Linked DNA regions of Sus scrofa: regions 1 and 3 are each linked to region 2. The links are chromatin contacts, called in public HiChIP or PLAC-seq maps. All regions are on one chromosome and are shown on one strand. The core of a region is the stretch at or near the end of the contact, and the rest is flanking DNA. Distances in the headings are between cores, read along the strand shown. Region 1 overlaps MYO1E (unconventional myosin-Ie). Region 2 holds the start of RNF111 (E3 ubiquitin-protein ligase Arkadia). Region 3 holds the start of MINDY2 (ubiquitin carboxyl-terminal hydrolase MINDY-2).

Region 1 (3,423 bases), core at 861-3,360, 170 kb after region 2:
ACTAGTTTTTATAACAATGTAACAATGACATGGTCCAAGCCAGCCATGCACTTACCTTCTTTGATAATATCGATAATGTCATTGGCATTGAAGCTGAGTTCGTCTGTGTCCTGAGCATCATAGGCGTACAGAGCCTTGCACTGTGGCACCTGAGGCTTGGGCTTGGGCTGGGGTTTGGGTCTGCCCCCTGCTGGGGGGGGCCGGCTGGTTGTTTGTCTCCGGACCCTGTGGAGAGAGTGGAGGCAGGTAAGATGGGGGCCAACAGGAGGCAGCAGCACTGTGTGGTGGTTTAGAGCACGGGGCCAGGCCTGGCTAGCTCACATTGAAGCCCAGCTCCATCCTTAGGGCATGTCACCCCCTAAATTTTCTTTGAGAATAAAACATCCTCCCAGACAGAATCATTGTGATAGCACAGAGTTAGTGCTTCATAAACATTGGCTGCTGTTACCATGTCCCCAGCATGGAAGGAAATGTGGAAAAGACTCATATTCCTACCAAAGTTTATAAAACATATTTATACATCTAAATGATAATAAAACACAGTCACCTACCTATGTGCAGAAACCCCCAGCAACTGCAGAAACAGAACTTTGCCACAGAAGCCTGCAGGTGCCTCTCAATTGCAATCTCTTTCAGAATGAGCCCCTAGCTTGAATTTTGTATTAGTAATTCTGCTTTGCTTTGTAGTTTTACCACACATGTAAGTATATCTTTTTTTTTTTTTTGCTTTTTAGGGTCACACCTGAGGCATATAGCGGTTCCCCAGGTTAGGGGTCTAATCACAACTACAGCTGCTGGCCTCTGCCACAGCCACACCAGATCCGAGCCACATCTGCGACCTACACCACAGCTCATGGCAACACTGGATCCTTAACCCACTGAGCGAGGCCAGAGATCGAACCTGCAACCTCATGGTTCCTAGTCGGATTCATTTCCGATGTGCCACGACGGGAACCGTGCATGTAAGTATATCTAAACAACACTCGTAGTTTGCCTGGTTTTTTTTTTTTTTAACTAATATAAAATGAATCCCTTGCAATTACATTTTTGAGATGAATACTGTTGATGCATATGGTTGTGATTGATTCATTCTCATTGCTTTATACTATTGCATTGCACAAATATGTCACAATTTACTTATCCAGTCTATGGTTGATGGTCATTTGGGGTGATTCCAATTTCAATACCAAAAAACTGCTTTTTGCAAAAGTTTATCCAAAGTAATTCCTCAACATCAGCACTGTTGACACTTTGGGCAGATAATTCTTTGTTGCGGGAGCTGTCCTATGCCCTGTAGGGGGTTGAGCAACATCCCTCACTTTTACCCCTTACTTTCTTGTCCTGGTCATGATCATCAAATACATCTCCAACTGAATCCTTAATCCAGGTCTTCTAGCTTTAAATGTATTCTTTCTGTATACTCTGCTTCCTCTAGTCCCCTTTGTACGTTGTCTCAAAGGCATGTAACTACAACTTGTTCCTAATTAGTGAGATCTTTAAACATGTCTGGAACAACTATTTATTAAGTATGTTCATAAAAAGCATTTACAGAATGCACCTAGGAACTAGAACTATAGAAAACATCTCCTTGCTTAAGGACTAACCAAAGCAAAGCCTACATTCATTTGCTTATGGAAGAAACTTAAGATTTCTTCTAAGAGGGGCTGGCTGTGCGGTCTGACTGGGCCTGTTAATACCTGTGGCAGGAGGGAGGCAAAGGGAGGGCATGTCCTGGGGTCTGAGTTCTGGAAGGAAAAAGCACACCCAGTTTTGATCTGTGCTCTGAAGAGGCCAGAGCCCCACTATCCTTGCAGAGGTCCTGAAATAATAGATGCTACTGGGTGCTGTTGAGCAAGTCGGATCACGAGGGGGTGGCTGGAGGTGAGGGGGCTCTGGCTGCCAGCTGAGTGAAGGACTGTCCCCAGCAGGAGCAGGGTTCCTTGAGGGCTGGGGAGTGAAGCCCAAGGTAACTCAGGCTCCACTCTTCTCAGGAAGTGAGAAGTATCCCATCTCCACCAGGCACTTTTCTTTTATCATAGAGGAAAGACATTGTATAAAGGGTTAGCGTGACATCATTTCCTTCCTCGTCTATTGGAAATCCCCATTCCCTGCTTGAGAAGTGCTTGCTTCTCTGAAAGCTGGCTGGACAGCTTTCAGATTAATTAAGCAACCTATGTATTAGGGATGTGTCAGCATTTGGTTAATAAGAGCCATTAGCCTTATCCCAGAAGTCATCTGATTTCCCAGCAACAGGAATAGAGGGGAGTGGGGGTAGAGTGTGCATTAGAACACTCTGGGAAGGAGGAAGCCTCCCGCCCAGCAGTTCTAGGGAGCAGGGTTGGGGGTGGGGAGCACATGAACATAGGCACAAACATACTCTCTAAATATTCACAGATGGAGATTTGGCCTCTTTCATGTCCAGGGGAAGAAACCTATCACCATACATGCAGGTTGATGAGGTGGCTGGAGCCCATAAATACTAGGACCTAGATGTATTTTCTGTGCAGGAGGCCCCTCTGTGTGGAGACAGAGCTGGGTGACTTTCTGAAGGGAAGGGCCTCCCTGCCTGTAGCCATCCTGGGAGTCACCCCCTTCTTCCAGTGTCCATTTGCCTCTAGCTTTGCCTAAGGCTGCCCAGTTCCCTCCCCCTTCCCAGCTGCTTCCTTTTGGGGCTTCCTGAACATCATCCCAGCTCAACCCTTATTTGTTCACCTCGCTGTCCACTGAAAACCCTTCTGACAGCGTCTTTCCACTCCTGTCCTACAAAATCCCTGCCAGGTGTGGCCCTGCTCCCTCCCGGCCCGCTGCAGGCCACACTGGCGTCTTCCTTTCTTCATACAAGTCTAAGCCTTGGTTGGGGTTAGGACCGCCATCCATATACTCCTATCCTACATCATATCTACTGTGAAAAATATGCTTCCCCCCTAAGATTGGGAACAAAGCAGGAATATCAGCTCACTCATTCTGTTCAATGCCCACTGGAAGCTCTAGTCAGAGCAATTAGTCAAGAAAAATAAAAGGCATTCTGATTGGAAAAAAAGTGAAAATACCTGTATCTCTAGATGAGGTGATCTTGCATAGAGGAAATTCTAAGAAATACACTAAAAACCTTGTTAGAATAAAAAAATTCAGCAAGATTATAGAACACAAGATCCCACGTATAAAAATAAACTGTATTTCTAGGCACTAGTAATGAACAATCCAGAAATGAAATTGAGAAGACAATTCCACTTACAATACACAAAGAGAATATAATACTTAGGTGTAAATTCAACAAAAGAAGGATGACTCTACTTGTATGAAATGTCCAGAGAAGGCTAACCTACATTGACATAAATGGTGGCTCTTTCCTGTTTAAATGTCCTCTGTGACCAGAAGGGGTACAACTGTTCCAGTAGGGCAGCACCTTGGTAAAGTAAGCCA
Region 2 (3,500 bases), core at 602-3,101:
ATTATTTGGACATGTAATCAACATTAAAAATTTGAGATTTTTGGAGTTCCCGTCGTGGCGCAGTGGTTAACGAATCCGACTAGGAACCATGAGGTTGTGGGTTCGATCCCTGCCCTTGCTTAGTGGGTTAACGATCCGGCGTTGCCGTGAGCTGTGGTGTAGGTTGCAGACGCGGCTTGGATCCCGCGTTGCTGTGGCTCTGGCGTAGGCCGGTGGCTACAGCTCTGATTCAACCCCTAGCCTGGGAACCTCCATATGCCGCGGGAGCGGCCCAAGAAATAGCAACAATAACAACAACAACAACAAAAAAAAGACAAAAAAATTGAGATTTTTACAATTTTTTATATTGCATCTTTGAAATTAGATGTATAAATTTCACTTACAGCTCTTCTCAATTTGTACTAGCCACATTTTAATGCTCAACACCTACATGTGGTCAGTATTTACCTTATTGAAGAACTTTAGAGTAACCGTTAGGTCTGGAAATACATGACTTTGAGAGTCATGAGTCAATAATAGTTAAAACCATGGCAGTAGATAGGATGAGGGAGAATTTTATATTTAGAGTGAGAAAGTATGAGGGTTGAAATAAAATCCTGGTTCAATATTTTTCTGGTTAACCTACAAAACCTGTTACCCTTTCTTGTTTATTAACATTATTATTTTAAAATATTTTCTTCATTTAACAATATGGAGAATATAGACAAAGGAAGGGGTATTGAGAAAGATAAGTTGATGACAAAAGAAAGGAATCAATGTTTATTGAAAACTTAATTGGTAAGTAATGTTTGAAGCATTACATGAACTCTTTTAATCTCACAAGAACCCTTTGAGGTAAATGATATTACCTTAGTTTTTAGAGAACAAAACTGAAGTTTTTTTTGATTTAGACTTTTTTCTTTCTTTCTTTCTTTTTTCTTTTTTTTAAGGGCAGCAGGCACCTTGGGCATATGGAAGTTCTCAGGCTAGGGGTCTAATCAGAGCTGCAGCTGCCGGCCACAGCCACATAGATCCTGAGTCCTGTCTGTGAGCTACACCGCAGTTCCCCACAACCCTGGATCTTTAACCCACTGAGCGGGGCAAGGGACCCACACCCACACCAGCCGGATTCGCTACCGCTGAGCCACAACGGGAAACCCTCATTTTTTAAAAATTGAAGTATAATTGATATTTTCTTTCTTTTCTTCCTCCCGTCCCTCCCACCCTCTCTTCCTTCCTTCCTTTCCTTTGGAAATATTTACAAAAGTCTGTAATCAATTAGACAGCTGTTAATTGGTATCAGTGGGATTTGGAAGGAAATCTGATTCCAAAGCCTACATCCTCTTTCCCTACATCCTTCTAATGCACATAATGAAACATTTGCTAACTACTGATTTTTATAAAATACTTAAAAGGCATATGTACGGTTAGTTCCCAGGACATTTACTACTACTTTTGATCTGATTACGGAAGTAAATTCATCTTAACGGTGAAGTACCAGGATCTTTATGATGGCAAGTATGATTTGAGTATCATTTGCTGTGAAAGACACTAAAGAATTATGTTTTTGTTCAACTGTAAGTTAAGTATAGTCAATAAACCTTCGGTTAGTTGTTAACTTTTCGTTATGAAAAAATCAGCCAAGATGTAGTCAGTATTTTGCCTAAATACTGACATGTTTCACCATGAAAAATAAAATAATGAGCTTTATGACATCGTTAGGTTTCGCCCACTAAATGTTAAAGCGAGTACAAAGGGGGAGGGCCAGGAAAGAGGGGGCGGGACGGTGAGAAACTAGAATCTGAGCAAGCGCAGAAACAAACAGATGTTAATAGAGGCTTGAAGGCTGCTGCGCTCTTACTTTGCGAACTGTCGTAAAGCCCCCGAGTGTCGTGCTTGCTCGGGAGAGGAGGGATTGGTTAGGCGGCGGCGGCGGCGGTGGCCGGAGAGCGGCAGCAGTGGCGGCGACGGTGGCGAGGTGTTCGGTCTGGGCAGCATAGAAGAGCCCGCAGCTTCGCGGAAGGAGTTCCTGTGGGACCAAATTAGGCATTCTGAACCCAAGCCGGGTCAGCTGGGCCGAACCAGCCGCTGCCGCTCGTACAGTTTTGGTGGCGGTGACAGACATTGCTCTTGACTGTAGGGGCCTATTAGGCCAACAGCTGAGGCGCAGATCACTGGTTCTCGACGCATCCTCTTCCCCCCTTACATCTTCTGTCTTCCTTCCTGGGCCAGTGATTCCCGGAGCCTGGGAAGAGGGTAGCTAATGATTAAGGTGAGGGGGCCGGGGGGGAGGGGATCGATTGGAGGCCGCGCGTGCGCGCAACGGGGGAGGGGCCGGACTGGAGGGGAGAAAGAGGAAGGGCTGCGGCCGAGGCAGGCTAGGGTCGGCGACCGGCCGGTTATTGCTGGCTCCATAGTGACTTAGGGTCTGGGTGTCCGCAGAAGATCTGATTGTGTTTGAGCAAAGCATTCGTCTACCGACACACCCACACTTCTCAGAAAGGGACTGTGGGTGAGGGGATTTCTTTCCCTTTTTCGACTTCCCTGGAGTCTTAGGACGGGGGCTGAGGACTGAGCGTGGGAGTGCGATTTGACAATGGAGTGACGGAGGTAACCCGCACCCGGGGTGTTGGGGGGCGCTAAGTCAGCCCTGACGGTTAGGGAGTTGCCTTCTTCTCTGATCAAGGAAACGTAGACCGCGGAACAGCAGAAATACAGACGCGTCAGATTTTGTATAGAGTTGGCTTGTTGCTCTTTAAAAGAAGATTGATATTTTCAGTTTTGACCTTAGATAATTATCAGAGTCAGTGACAGTGCTGTAGTGGAAATATTTCTTCCGTGCTGAAAAAATGGAGGTTTGTCACCGTAGTTCGTAAGTTATAGTAGATAAGTTTAACGCAAGTCTTTTTTTTTTTTTAAATAATCCTCTTGTAAAAATCGAAGAAGGATTAATTTACAAAATTGTTTTAGTTTCAGCAAGTCTAACATTTAAAAAATACCAGGAAGTATAGGGTATTCTTTTAATTTGTTCATGTTTGTAGTGTGGGGTGACTCCATTGTATTGCATGCTTTCCTGTTTCTTGATTTCTCTACAGTATGAATTTAGAACTCTTTGGGGTAGTAAGATGCCAGCTGACATAGACTTCATTTTATAGTTCTTATAGCTTTTTAAAGTTTGACTTAATCTAGACTTTATTTCATTTGAAGTTTTATGTTTAATGTTCTTGTTTTGGAGACCCCTTCAGCCGAAAAGAACAGACTGTGGAAAAGATAAGCTAAGGTTCTACTTCCTTTCCCATTTTTGTTTTTTGTGTCATTGCTTTCAAATGTTAGAATGCGATTTCGATATTACATAGAAGCTCTATAATACTGTTTTTGCTTATCTTTGTTAGGGTGACATCTACATTTTGACATTTTGTTACTTTGTTTTATTTAGTAAAAATCTTCATGTCAATGTACACCGTGTTGTTTTTCATACTGAACTGTATGTAGTGCTTGGTTATGTTTGTGAAACAAAACTG
Region 3 (3,612 bases), core at 327-2,826, 200 kb before region 2:
TTAAATACTATAAAGTCTTAATCCAGGAATATATGTCTTATTCTGTTAACTTTTGTAATTCCTTTTAAGGAAAAAATTCTAATTTGGGGGGGAGGCAGGGTTCGTGGCACATGGAAGTTCTCCTGGCCAGGGATCAAACCTATGCCACAGCAGCAACCCAAGGCACTGCATCCTTAACACAATACACCACAGAACTCCTGGGTTTTATTTCATTTTTAAAAATTTGGACAAGAATACTTATTGCTTACAGATTGACCTGGAGACCAAAAAAAAAAAAAAAAAAAAACCCACAAAACTCCTAAATTCAATATTCTGAAGAAGCTTTCTATTATTTTTCAAAATTTCCCCTTTGACAGGAATTGGATAAATATTATATCATGTGGAAGGAGCTCCATCTTCTGCATTATCAGAAAACGGTAATTCCCAAATATTTAAAATGTCGTAATAAGACCACTAGGCAGTAAACCTCAAGAAGCTAGGAGCCCTTTCTCTTATTCATCATGGCATCCCCAGTGCCCAACAATGTATCCAGCAATGTATTGGGGAGGGAGACGTGTTAAATGAATGACTGAAACACTAAGTAATTTTGTCTAACCAAGAGATACAAGAAGACCACATTATATTAGGGATCAAGAATTTATATATCCGACTAAGAAGGAAGACCTGTCTTGTCAATTTTTGGATCCCCAGAACTTAGAAAATGTTGAAAGACAAAAAAAAAAAAAACCCAAAAAACAAAAACCCCAGACACACACACACAAAAACCTTTGTGGGAGCAGGTCAGAGTAGGATTCAAATCCCCTTTTATTTGTCACTAACAAAACCTGCAGCCTACTCTGTCTACCCTTTCTGAAAACTGAATGGCCTTTAGAGGAGTTGATTCTCAATAGCAAAATCACTTTTTCAGGAACAGGCACTTTCCCACTCCATGCAAAATGAGGCCAAGTTAACAAAACCGCAAGGACTTGGCTAATGCAAACACAAGCTAATTTATTATGATTGGCCCACATTACCCACTTTTTTTTTTTTTTTTTTCTCTGAGCAGGCCAATATCCACAACCGCACTGATGCCTCCTGTAGGGAGAACGTTTTCACCAGTAGCTGGTGAAGAGCACAGCATTTCTCAGCCAGAACCAAGGGAGACTGGAATTTGTGCAGTGTAGGCATCCAAACGCCTCAAGTGGATCCCGGCCTTTTAAAATCTGCATCTCGTAAGAAATTCCTTCAATTTTCCAAATTACACACTGAGGAAACAAATCTGCTGAGCCCTTCAGGGACGAGCTGTTTTCCAAGTTCTACAACCACTGCCATCCTTGATCCCAAGGCTGAACCACACACGACCCGGCTCCCAAGGGTCACACCCGAACAGTCCGCCTCCCCGCTCGCCTTTAAAGAAGCCGCGCGCGGTCTAGCTGCCCCGGAGTTCAACTTCCGGCCACAAAATGAGAGGATGTTTTTCCCCTGGCCACGCCCTCCACGCCCCGCCTTCCTAGTGCGAGCCCGGGAGCGCGCGCGCGAGGCGGGGCCGCGTGGGAGGCCGCGGCAAGGTACACCCTCACCCCGCGGCACGCGGGCACGCGCAGGCCTGTTCAGGGCAGGCAAACAGAGCGGCGCGCGCGTTCGCGCGCTCCCGGTGCCCTCCCCCGTGACGTGCTTGGCCGAGGCCGCGCAAGGGCGCTGTAGCTGCCAGTGCCGCTGTCATGGCGTCCGTGGCGCTGTCTGAGGAGAACCCACCGCGGTTTCTTTAGAGCAAGGGGCGGGCAGCTGGGTATGGAGAGCGGCCCCGAAAGCCTGCAGCCGGTAGAACATGGGGTGGCCACCGGGCCAGTGCCAGAGACAGGTTCTCCACAGGAAGGGCGACAGGACACCAGGCTTTCCGCTGGGGATGGTCCTGGAGTATGGGCGGCGGAGAGCAGCGGCGGGAATGGGCAGGGGGCGGCGGCCGCCGGGAGGAGCCTCTCGGACTCGGTTTCTCCCTCCGGCTCTCCTCCGGTCCTTGTACCCTGCAGCTCCCTCCCAAGTGTGGACTTGAAGGAGAGCGATTTGGAGAGTCGTGCTGCTCAGAAGGCGCCTCTGAGAGGGCAGCACAAGGTGACCGCCTCCCCAGAGATTGCCGAGGCCGGAGCCGGCCATGGGTTGGGTCCGGCCGGAGACGCGGGCGCCCGCCGGGATCCCGCAGGCACCTGCGGGGCAGGGTCGACGGCCGCGGGCTTCGAGGAGCCCAGCAGCGGCGGCGGCCTCAGCAGCAGTTGCAGCGACCCGAGTCCTCCTGGGGAATCGCCGAGCCTGGACTCCCTGGAATCGTTCTCTAACCTGCATTCTTTTCCCAGTAGCTCCGAGTTTAATAGTGAGGAAGGAGCTGAGAACAGGGTCCCCGAGGAGGAGGAGGGCGCGGCGGTGTTGCCGGGGGCTGTGCCTCTGTGCCGGGAGGAGGAGGAGGAGGAGGAGGAGGAGGAGGAGGAGGAGGAGGGGGAGGCGGCTCAGGTGCTGGCGGCCTCCAAGGAACGCTTCCCGGGACAGTCTGTCTATCACATCAAGTGGATCCAGTGGAAGGAGGAGAACACACCCATCATCACCCAGAATGAGAATGGCCCCTGCCCTTTGCTGGCCATCCTCAATGTTTTGCTTCTGGCCTGGAAGGTACATTCCGTAGCTTTCTATTTCCTGCAGCTTTTGGGGAGGGGGGAAAAACGGGGTAAGGGAGCTGCTGCATGTCAGCTGATGGCTTCTTCCTTTCTTTCCTCATTCACTAGTCAGTCCCCTTTTCTTCTTACATGAAACTCATTTCGAGACGCTCTCGGTGAAAGAATATTCTCATATGTATATCAGAAAGAATTGCACTTGCGGGCAACCTCGGGTCTCTTGTAGTGTTTAACAGTTAGAGCTCAGCATTCAGCGGTGGCTGATATACTTAGAAACTACCAGGACTTAGCGCATCCTAAACCCTTTGACCGTTTTTAAACTGTATTTTCCTGTTATTGCTTCTTACTGATTTTATCACGTGCAAAAAGAGTGAAGAATTGGGGGAAATCACCTTCAGAAATTACCACCAATCCATGATATTAGAACAAGTTTTGATGGTTACGTTTAGTCTGTTTTCCAACTCATGCTTGCTCCATTTGGGGTGGATATTTAAGGAAATGGTGATAGAGAAGATGTAGCCCCTTAGACAAATTCCATTTAAGGAAAAGCCATGGTCTGAGACCTAATTACCATAACTTCTTGGTTTTCAAAGATTCTTTTTATTTTATGCCTGATTTTTACTTGCCTCATTTCTTTGACTACATAGTTTGGCATTATTTCCAATAACTACACATCAGAATGTGTTAAGGGAGCTACAATTATAACAGCTAAAATAAAAGATATGTTCAAGTTAAAGGAGCGAAAGAAGGAAGGGCTCTTCAAACGTTAAGTATATTGAGGACTCGAGAGTGAGTTACCTATTAATGTGTTTTATTTAAACTTGCAGTTTTAGAGTGCTAAGAAGGCGCATCTTAGAACACATATTTTACTTTCAAATTGAGACTTTATGGGTAAAATGTTCCCTAAAAAACCCAAACACCTGAATTATCGTGACCACTCGGAAAGGAAATGAAGTAAAGGGAATAGCAT

Evidence for each region. HiChIP or PLAC-seq counts read pairs in DNA pulled down with a chosen protein or histone mark.
Region 1: an H3K27ac HiChIP or PLAC-seq map of alveolar macrophages shows a contact between it and region 2. The contact joins the enhancer-like site here to the promoter of RNF111 in region 2. A contact is called at or near these places in 2 of 5 promoter capture datasets (fetal liver and liver), 15 of 47 Hi-C or Micro-C datasets (alveolar macrophages, embryonic fibroblasts, heart right ventricle and 6 more) and 2 of 2 datasets of contacts at active chromatin or transcription factors (alveolar macrophages and skeletal muscle).
Region 3: a contact with region 2 is called in an H3K27ac HiChIP or PLAC-seq map of alveolar macrophages. The contact joins the promoter of MINDY2 here to the promoter of RNF111 in region 2. A contact is called at or near these places in 1 of 5 promoter capture datasets (fetal skeletal muscle), 1 of 47 Hi-C or Micro-C datasets (heart right ventricle) and 1 of 2 datasets of contacts at active chromatin or transcription factors (alveolar macrophages).

The regions. Positions count from the first base shown.
Region 1 is chr1:112,892,943-112,896,365 of Sscrofa11.1, reverse strand. It overlaps MYO1E (unconventional myosin-Ie), which reads right to left. Exons shown (of 28, transcript XM_003353343.5): 27 at 56-225. Among named protein-coding and RNA genes, the nearest start is that of CCNB2, 47 kb to the left of the region's middle. Within about 2 kb of position 2,110, at least 7 of the 83 cell types and tissues checked have an H3K27ac peak or open chromatin away from gene starts, as enhancers often do. A contact at or near this core is called in alveolar macrophages, retroperitoneal adipose tissue and subcutaneous adipose tissue, where this site is marked.
Region 2 is chr1:113,057,957-113,061,456 of Sscrofa11.1, reverse strand. It overlaps RNF111 (E3 ubiquitin-protein ligase Arkadia), which reads left to right and starts at 1,851. Exons shown (of 14, transcript XM_013992925.2): 1 at 1,851-2,251.
Region 3 is chr1:113,256,725-113,260,336 of Sscrofa11.1, reverse strand. It overlaps MINDY2 (ubiquitin carboxyl-terminal hydrolase MINDY-2), which reads left to right and starts at 1,576. Exons shown (of 9, transcript XM_021094542.1): 1 at 1,576-2,640. The coding sequence starts at 1,771.